Regions from separate parts of the Zea mays genome. Here region 1 is linked to region 2. The links are chromatin contacts, called in public Hi-C maps. All regions are on one chromosome and are shown on one strand. The core of a region is the stretch at or near the end of the contact, and the rest is flanking DNA. Distances in the headings are between cores, read along the strand shown.

Region 1 (4,522 bases), core at 286-2,785, 660 kb after region 2:
TACCGCAGGCTCCACGTTTTAACTTACCCATTACTGGTCGTATCGAACTATCGGTGAAACCAAATGCCCCCTCTGTATATTCTACCAAAAAAAAAACAGAGTATGTTGTGTGAGCGGACAACTGGATATTAGTGGTACATCAAAGAGCCAGCTGATTATTAAATACTAAACAAAGAGACATTGGTTACATCTCAATACAGACCGGACTCCAAGAAGACCGTGGTACCGTTTGGTTCACATATTGTTAATGTAATGAGTAACCAAACCAATAACGTTACATTATGTTTGTTTAAATCCAATCGTAATCGATATCATACTAAAAATGGATACCGACTTATTTAAACTTGTTACCGCCGGTATTCAAGTGTGAATCAATACCATTACTATTTACGTTACATTTCGTGAACCAAACGACACCCGTGTTCCATCTTCCAACCTTGGCCACCAGTTCCTATCTACATCAATACGTTATTTGACTGTACATTGTAATATGTTATCTGACTTTGTGTACTGTTCTTACCTAGGCTGTAAGATTGACATCATCAGAAGATCTATCACATCGTTCATACTTTAAACACTACGGACTTCTTTGGATTACAGCATTGGTAAAACACAGGGATAGAAACAAAAAATATACAAATCAAGAGTTGAATGACACTTGCATTACATAGAAAAATTTTCAATAGGTTGGACCTCATGTTAAAAATCCTCCAAAATCTAACTACAATGGTCCATTCCATAGAAGTTTTACATGATTTATAAAAACTTAATCATTTGTTCTAAAGGATAGTTAAATTTTTCTACATGATTTGAATCCTTCAAAATTCCTTCGTAATTTTTATTTGGGATGTAAGATTGACCTCATCAGATGACCTATCATATTATTTATATTTGAAAATCTACTATGTCCAGCCGAGAAAACAGTATGACTATTTATGTCTAACAGTGGTGGCCGCCTTTAACATGTCACTGGTCAGTAGCATCACCGTTCCCGTCGGTCGTTTGGGTGGCCAAACAGGGGCTTCCGGCAGTCGCCACTTTGAACAGAACACGAGAGCAATGGCTCTGCCTGTTTTCCTCTCTCTCTCTCTCTAGCCATTGTATCTATTCAATTCACTTCACTGTAGAGTGCCCTGGGCTCCGGCTCCGGCCGGCTCCAAGGGTCCACCCTCCTCCGCCTCTATTCAGAATCTCCCCAATTCACTAATCACTGCTATTAAGTACGTAATTAATCTTTTTCATATTTAATTAGCTGATAACAATATTTATTACGGTACTATAAATATTATATAATTTTTTTAAACTTTGGAAAATGATGTATATAAGGTAAATAGCTCAGTTAATGGGTAAAGGGGCTGAAACTGAATAAAGAGAATAGTTGAAGAGGGAGAGACATAGAGAGAAATGAAAGAGGTGAAGTATTTAAAAATGAATAGAAGCATGGGAGATGACAGGGGGCATTGTTGGAATCAGCCTGTTGGCCACGCGGGCCCCAGCCCCGACTCCCCGAGCACCATCAGCAATTCAGCAGTCTACCAGTCCTCCCTCCGCGGCCGTCTGCTACTTCTGTGATCTCTCCTCCCCCGTCTTTCGTCTCCGGTTGCATCCCCGACGTCCTCGCCTGCGGTGAGCGACTCCCGCTCCCGCCCCCCGCCCAACTGACCGCGGATCTTTCGGCCGGCCGAAATCCCCGTCCTTCTTGGACGCCGCTCTCTCCTCTCCTGTTCTCGCTTCCGCCGCAGCGTGAGCCCGACTGTATGGGGTTAGGATAGATTCTTTCGGGAAAATACTCTCGAGGCTCCGCGGCCGCCTTTCATAGCTGGAGACGCACGAGCATCGGCATAAAAGCTCGCGTTTTCCTATCCGGGACCCCGAAATTCCGATCCTTTTTCTTCGGCAGGGAACAGTGCAAAAAGGGGGGAGGGACTGGGACATTAGTTTCTGCGCCTCACCTGCTTGATCGATCTGGCGATTTTAACCTCTTTGTCCTTTGGAGAAGTTCCTCATCTTCAGAGTCGTGTCGTGGGGCGTGCTAGGTGGGAGGGCGGGGCGGAGGAGCTGGAGGTTCCTGGTAGCGGCTGCCGCCGGCCATGGAGAAGAGGAAGCGGATCCTGGAGCTGCGGGATCGGCTGGACCGGACGCTGGCGATGCCCGACCTCGCGGAGGAGGCCTCGCTCAGGGCGCTGGTGAAGAAGCAGATCCTGGCGTCGTCCCTGCCCGGCTCCGATCAAGGTGCTTGCTTGCTCTCTTTACTTCCTCTGCTCAGCTCGCGTGGTTCATCTATTTCTTGGACTGAGTATGAGCATATTAATGGCACTGATGATTGTACCGTTTCTTCTTTTCAATGATCCGTTTGAGCCTTTATGGTCTGATTAGAGAAGGTAGGGGCGCTAGTGCTACCTGAAGGCCTTGATTGTGGTAGCGTATTTGCTGGCCTACATGTAAAAATGGTTGTCTGCTCAGTGTTTCTTGACTAGTGCTTTTGCGTGTCCTCTTTCAGGTGACATCGATCTCATTGCTGAAACGCGGGCAAAAGAAGTCTCTGAGTTTCTTGAAATGCTAGATACTTCGAGGGACGGACGATCTTCCAAGGTCCATGGGCTGCCACAGAAGGAGTGGAAGGTATGCATCAAACTGAATTTGTTAGCTCATTCATAGTGACATCAGCTCGCTGAAATAATTATTCTTTTTTTAGTTTGTGATGCTATCACCATTTTCCAGAATGCAACATTTCACTTGTGTTTGTGATTTCTATATATTATTAGATTATATGGTGCTTCAAAGTTCTCTAACCTGTTCCTCTCCAGTTTTTGGGATCGATTAGTTTCTCTTTTATGTTTCTCAGTTAGTGCTTATGAATGGCTGCAGTGATCCTTAGCTACTTTTCGTTGGCAGGTGAAGCAAGATACAGACCAATTAAGAGTGATGTACCGTGAGGGTCCAGAGGGGACACCATTTCATACCTTACTTGCTGAAGGCTTTGCAGATGGACCTATTGACGTTTGTAAGGAATTTTTAACTATCAGCTAGTCAAATACTACAGGTTCACATACTCACACTAAGGCGCACCTCTTTTCATAGGTACATGTGTGTCATGGGAATCAACTTTATACAAAAAATGGTGAGCACAAACAACGTTTTCCTCAAGTTTGTTAGAAATTAAACTTTCTCCGAAACTACACATGACATTCTCAAATTATATTTAACTTTTTCTTGCAGAATTAACGCTTCTACATTAAAAACACTTTCTTTGTTAATTATGGCATTTAGGAAGCAGAACACTTAAATACTGCAGTTCCTGACAGACACATAGATTTATCATTTTTAGTAGACTCCTTTTTTTTAACATAGCATACTTTCTACGCACGAGGTGAACTAACAGGCTTACCTTTTTCCCCCTCACTGTAGCCACATGTCCCACACCATCATACCCACGTCTAGTTAGGACCTAAGGTGTACTGGTACAACATCTAATTATAGTATTTGATAAAGATAGCCTAAAGTCCTCTGTTGCCAATAATTATGGCTGAGGTGATCCCCCACTGAGGGGTCGTGCTAGGGCTTATTAGCTATGCTATTGTTATGAGAGTTTTCCAGTCTCCAACCTTTTCCTTATCTTTTTAGGCATCTTGATTCCTTTTCTGGTATTCAACATGGGTCTGTGTCATAATTTAGTATTTTGAGTCAACCTGGACAAAATAAAGGAAAAAATATAGTCTTTCATGCACTGATGAGTTTTTTTTCTCCAGGTTTCCACAATACAACCTGCCAACTTTTAGAATTGATCAGTCAGGCTGCTTGAAAAAAGTGCGGATTGGTGAAGAGATTTGTATGGTCAGGTTGGTTGCAGATTACTTGTTACAGTTTTACTTATACTTAGGAACCAAGACTAGCTTAGTTGGTGGAGGGCATAGATATTTTCCCATACAACCTAAGTTCATTGCGGCAAATTTGGGGACCTATTTCTTCATCTTAATTCTTAGTGAAAAGCCACCAAGTCCCTCCTAGGTTGGTCAAGTATTTTTTAGAGTTTTTACTTATTCTTCAGTTTATGGTGGTTGTAGCTAATTTGTTTATTCGCTATTTGGAAGAAAGGGTGAAGGTTCCATGGCCGGTTTCAGAGAGAGAGGCTATTCTACACTATTTTGAACTGGAATATCTTAAAGAAGATGTCGTAATTGTGATAATGAAAACTGTGCGTACTTCTTCTTCTGCATTTTAAGTTCTTTTCTGGGAAACTCTCCGTCATTGTGATAATGAATTGTTGCCATATGCCCTAGTTTATCGTGTGCTTATTGGCTTGTTTGCAGTTATCAGACTTGGATGCCATAGATGTTCGAACCCATGGATTTAGTAGGGATGGAATTCCTGAAGCTGGTGACACAGTTCGGATAGATGTGTTTGGAGGCTTTGTATTGCAACGGATTACAAAAGAAAGAAGCTTTTTCAGGTGAAGCATGTTATAGATCACTCCCTTGGCATTTGAAGGCACCATGCATCTTTAGCTTTACTATAAATTTAC
Region 2 (5,237 bases), core at 4-2,503:
CCCTTTGCCATCCACTTATATGGGCTTTTGAGATTTTCCTGGAATTATTAGAAATTCTTAATTGGGCCAAGCCCATAAATCCTAACACTGCCATCCGTCCGTCCACGCACACAGCGCACGCCACCCGCCTGCCTAGAGATGGCAACGGGTATAAACCGCTGGGTTTTGCCGTCCCAAACCCGTACCCGTGAAAAATATCCATGCCCATTAAAAAACCCGTACCCATGACGGGTTTGAGATTTTGCCCAAACCCGTACCCATCGGGTTAGCGGGTACCCATGGGTTACCCGTGGGTTTCATCTCCAATATACTTGTTCTTCTCATAATCAATAAGTATCGTAATGATTAATGAAATCATGATCCAAAATCTATGTAATGAACAACGAGTTCATGATTTGGTATAAAAATTATTAGTAGAGAGAATGAAATACAAATAATAAGTTGTATAATTAAGTGACCTTGCACTAAGTTATCCATCCACCACATATATAACGCTAGTAAAAACTATAATGGCAAGCAAGCAACACTCTCACCGACTACTGATACATTCATCAATTGATAAAAAAATTATGAAGTAAATAAGGAATAACAAGTTTGTTGGTCATTTATAAAATAAAATGACAATATGCACTAGGTTTGGTCGGGTTTAAAAAACCCACGGGTTCACGGGTTTGGGTACTATAGGAACAAACCCGTACCCATAAACCCGACGGGTATAGATTTATGCCCATTAACAAATCCATGGGTATGAAAATTGACCCAAACCCGTACCCTAATGGGGTAAAAACCCATCGGGTTTCGGATTTCGGGTACCCATTGCCATCTCTACGCCTGCCTCTGTTGCCGCGCCAGGACGCTACCCACGCGGGCGGGAGCAGGAGGTCCTCTTCTCCGCCCGCTTTGCGCTGCCTTGTCTGCGCTCGATTCCCCGCGGCCTCCTCCCTCTCACACACGCCTTCCCTCTAGGCTCCAGCGCCGCACCACGCCACCAGGGCGGGCAGCCCACTCCTCTCGCTGCTCCACTCCACCTCTATCCTACGCGCTCTTTCTGCCGCCGAATCAGCACTACTCATCACCCGGCCAGGGAAGAGAGATATTTTCTGCTCTGGCCCTATTTCTGGAGGGCGGGAGGGGGAGGCGGCGAGGTGACGTGACGGTTGCGACTGGCGCCGAAGACTTGCGTGAGTGGTAACTGGAACGGAATCTTTCTCCTCGACTGCTCGGTGCTGGCCTCGCCCCTGTTGCGGCGCCGCTCGTGTCCCCCTGTTGCTGCGGGCGCTGGTCGGCTCGTTTGACCTCGTCTGCGTAGATTCGTCGAAGAGGTGGGCCGTGGCTGTGGCTGAGGCTGAGTGGGGCGAGCCCGGAGGACTTGAGAAGCGATGCAGAGGGAGGTGGGCCCGCAGGTGGCCCCTCCGCTCTTCATCCACCACCAGATCCAGCCGATGCCTCCCCACGCCGCGGCCGCCGTGAAGAAGCGCGGCCAGCCGTGTCCGGCCGCCGCGGCGGCGCCCGCGGAGGCCGCTGCGGGGAACTGGAACCCCAGGCTGTGGGACTGGGACAGCCGCGCGCTCACCGCCAGGCCGTCGGCCGATGCACTCCGCCTCGCCGGTGGCCAGCCCCAGCCCCAGCCCCAGCAGGCGGCCGAGGTGCACCGTCAGGGGGCCGGAGGAAGCGGCGCGCTGAAGCTCCAGCTCGGCCCGCGGGAAGGCTCCACGGCCCCGACGGACGCCAGCCCGACGGCTCCCGCGGCGTCGCTGTCGCCGTCCCCGCCTGCTTCGGGGCAGGACCTGGTGGTCAGGCCGAGCAAGCGGGTGCGGTCAGGATCGCCAGGCAGCGCGGGCGGTGGCGGTGGCGGGGCTGCCAACGGAGGCGCGGGCTACCCGATGTGCCAGGTGGATGAGTGCCGAGCGGATCTGACCGGCGCCAAGGACTACCACAGGAGGCACAAGGTCTGCGAGACCCACAGCAAGACCATCAGGGCCGTCGTCGCCAACCAGGCGCAGCGCTTCTGCCAGCAGTGTAGTAGGTAAATGAGATTTGTTGTTATGATGCTACTGCCTAGAGTGCTAGGAGTCTGTTTTTGTGATCTGATCGGTTCGTATGGAGTGTGTGCTTGCTGGGCCAGAGACATGTTCCTGTAGCACGGATTCATGCTGCGGTTTCGGCCGGCGCCGATGTAGGCCGTGGGAGTTTTAGTTACTAATTAAGTTGGTTCTTCTGGTCAATCGATTAGATTTCACCCACTCGCGGAGTTTGACGAGGGTAAGAGGAGCTGCCGGCGTAGGCTTGCTGGGCACAACCGGCGGAGAAGAAAAACCCAGCCAGCAGATGTTTCTTCGCAGTTGCTGCTACCTGGAAACCAAGAAAATGCAGCAAATAGGACGCAGGATATTGTCAATCTAATTACAGTGATTGCGCACTTGCATGGTACTGACTGCTAACACTCCATACTCAATATACCGTTTCAGGACTTTGTGATTTTAACCAGTATAGTGGAATTTGTTGTTCGTAATGTCAGGTTCTAGCGTCGGTAAAGTGCCTAGCATTCCTCCCATACCAGATAAGCAGAATCTGGTTGAAATTATCAGCAAAATAAATTCATTCAACAATATGACCTCTGCGGACAAATCTCCTCCATCTGAAGTCGTTGATTTGGATGCTTTGCAAGAGCAACAAGTGCAACGGCAGGATTCTGTGGGGAAGACGACCAACGGAATCGACAAGCAAACTGTGCCATCAACCATGGATTTGCTAGGAGTTTTTCCAACTGGCCTTGCAACTTCAACACCTGAGACCAATACATCTCAGTCCCAAGGGAGCAGTGACAGCAGTGGTAATAACAAGAGCAAGAGCCATTCAACAGAGCCAGTAACTGTTGTAAATTCACATGATAAATCAACCCGAGATTTCTCTGCTGCTGGTTTCATGAGAAGCAACAGCACACACGAAAGCCAACCTCATATATACAAGCAGACAGAACAAGAAACCAGACCATACTTGTCACTGCAGCTGTTTGGCAGCACTGAGGAGGATTTTCCACCTAAGATGGACTCAGTGAATAAGTACTTATCTTCTGAGAGTAGCAATCCTCTGGATGAGAGATCTCCTTCATCCTCTCCGCCTATAACCCGCAAGTTTTTCCCCATACACTCGGTTGATGAAGAGGTTCGGCACCCTCATATTACAGATTATGGGGAAGATGCTACGATGGGTGAAGTTAGCACAAATCAGGCATGGTTGGCACCACCACTTGATCTCTTCAAGGATTCAGAGCGTCCCATCGAGAACGGATCGCCACCAAATCCTGGTTACCAGTCCTGCTATGCCTCAACATCTTGTTCAGATCATTCACCTTCAACCTCAAACTCAGATGGACAGGTAGTTTCTACGCAAAGCAATTCCATTTTGCAGAACCTTTCCAAGACCTCTTACCGTATCAATCATGTACCTGTATTATCTTGATTTGCCATTTTACAGGATCGGACTGGTAGGATTATTTTTAAGCTGTTTGGCAAGGAACCTAGCACAATACCTGGGAACCTTCGTGATGATGTATGTCCGTTTGCTTATTTTAGCAAGACACATTGCAGCCCTATTTTGCCCTGCTTTCTATGACTGTAATTTAAATTGTTCTCCTTTCTTATCTTGTGCAGATAGTAAATTGGCTCAAACACAGCCCTACTGAAATGGAGGGTTACATTCGCCCCGGTTGCCTTGTACTATCCATGTACCTATTAATGCCGGGTATTGCATGGGATGAGGTAAGTCTAGCCCCAATTGGAGATTATGATATTATTATTCAACTATAGTTGCTATATCTCAAGTTGAAATTTCTGTGATGTAAATGCAGCTTGAAGAAAATCTCCTCCAGAGAGTAAACTCATTAGTTCAAAGTTCTGATTTGGATTTCTGGAGAAAAGGAAGGTTTTTAGTTCGAACCAACTCCCAGTTGGTATCATATAAAGCAGGTATGTGCAAATTAGTCAATTGCGCACCATATAAACTTTTTGTGCCCCAGCTCATTGCAGAGCTTCATATTTGATACATTTTGGTTGATGTCAAGGCTGCTATCTTATTTCAGGAATGACCCGTTTATCGAAATCGTGGAGAACATGGAATACCCCTGAATTGACCCTTGTGTCACCAATTGCTGTTGTTGGTGGGCAGAAGACCTCCCTCATTCTTAAAGGCCGCAATCTATCTATTCCTGGCACACAGTAAGTTTTGAGTCGTAACGCTTGTTGGGACGACAATAATTTCACCATCTTAATGATTTCTTGTGAACTTTGGACATTGCAGGATCCACTGTACAAGCATAGGGAAGTACATATCCAAAGAAGTTCTGTGCTCAGCATATCCAGGTACCATATATGATGATTCAGGTGTTGAGACATTTGACTTGCCAGGACAACCAGATCTTATTCTTGGGCGCTGCTTTGTTGAGGTTTGTAAAAATTTCAAATGTTGTGCTTTTACGAAAACTTGTTGTTTGCATTGGTAAGATGATCAACAGTCACTTTTGATATTTACAGGTAGAAAACAGGTTCAGGGGTAACAGCTTCCCTGTTATTGTTGCTAGTTCAAGCGTTTGCCAGGAGTTGCGAAATCTAGAAGTTGAGTTCGAGGATTCGCAGGTTCTTGATGTTTCTTCGGATGGTCAGATTCATGATTCTCGGCAGCCAAAGACATCGGTTCAAGTTCTGCACTTCCTTAATGAACTCGGCTGGCTCTTTCAGAGGGCTTCTGCCTGTACATCGTCCACCAGATCTGATGTGTCTGATTTGGATTTGATTCGGTTTTCAACCGCACGGTTCAGATACCTTTTACTGTTCTGTAGTGAGCGCGACTGGTGCTCTCTTACTAAAACACTTCTGGACATTCTTGCCAAGAGAAGCCTGGCCAGCGAGGAACTATCAAAGGAGACTATGGAGATGCTGGCTGAGATTCACCTCCTGAACAGAGCAGTAAAAAGAAAGAGTAGGAACATGGTGCACCTACTTGTGAAGTTCGTTGTAATTTGCCCCGACAATTCCAAGGTTTACCCCTTCCTTCCGAACTTGCCTGGCCCTGGTGGTTTAACTCCGCTGCATCTTGCTGCGTCCATCGAGAATGCAGAGGATATAGTTGACGCCTTGACAGACGACCCTCAACAGGTACGCTCAGTAAAAATTCAATGCCTGTTTAAGAGTTATTTCCCATCAATGCCCCTAATCTTGCGTAAATCACTGCAGACTGGT

Evidence for each region. Hi-C and Micro-C count contacts between places; a contact is called where the count stands out from the background.
Region 1: a Hi-C map of ear shows a contact between it and region 2, with 2.5 times the contacts expected there. The contact joins the promoter of LOC100275578 here to the promoter of sbp7 in region 2. A contact is called at or near these places in 2 of 25 Hi-C or Micro-C datasets (ear and endosperm).

What each region holds. Positions count from the first base shown.
Region 1 is chr4:206,717,637-206,722,158 of Zm-B73-REFERENCE-NAM-5.0, forward strand. It overlaps LOC100275578, which reads left to right and starts at 1,536. Exons shown (of 11, transcript NM_001149629.3): 1 at 1,536-1,626; 2 at 2,037-2,232; 3 at 2,501-2,622; 4 at 2,896-3,004; 5 at 3,082-3,121; 6 at 3,750-3,839; 7 at 4,096-4,195; 8 at 4,311-4,450. The coding sequence starts at 2,091.
Region 2 is chr4:206,058,981-206,064,217 of Zm-B73-REFERENCE-NAM-5.0, forward strand. sbp7 (SBP-transcription factor 7) reads left to right here and starts at 1,254. Exons shown (of 10, transcript NM_001362256.1): 1 at 1,254-2,026; 2 at 2,234-2,427; 3 at 2,519-3,378; 4 at 3,478-3,552; 5 at 3,654-3,761; 6 at 3,851-3,968; 7 at 4,082-4,217; 8 at 4,300-4,444; 9 at 4,533-5,153; 10 at 5,232-5,237. The coding sequence starts at 1,380.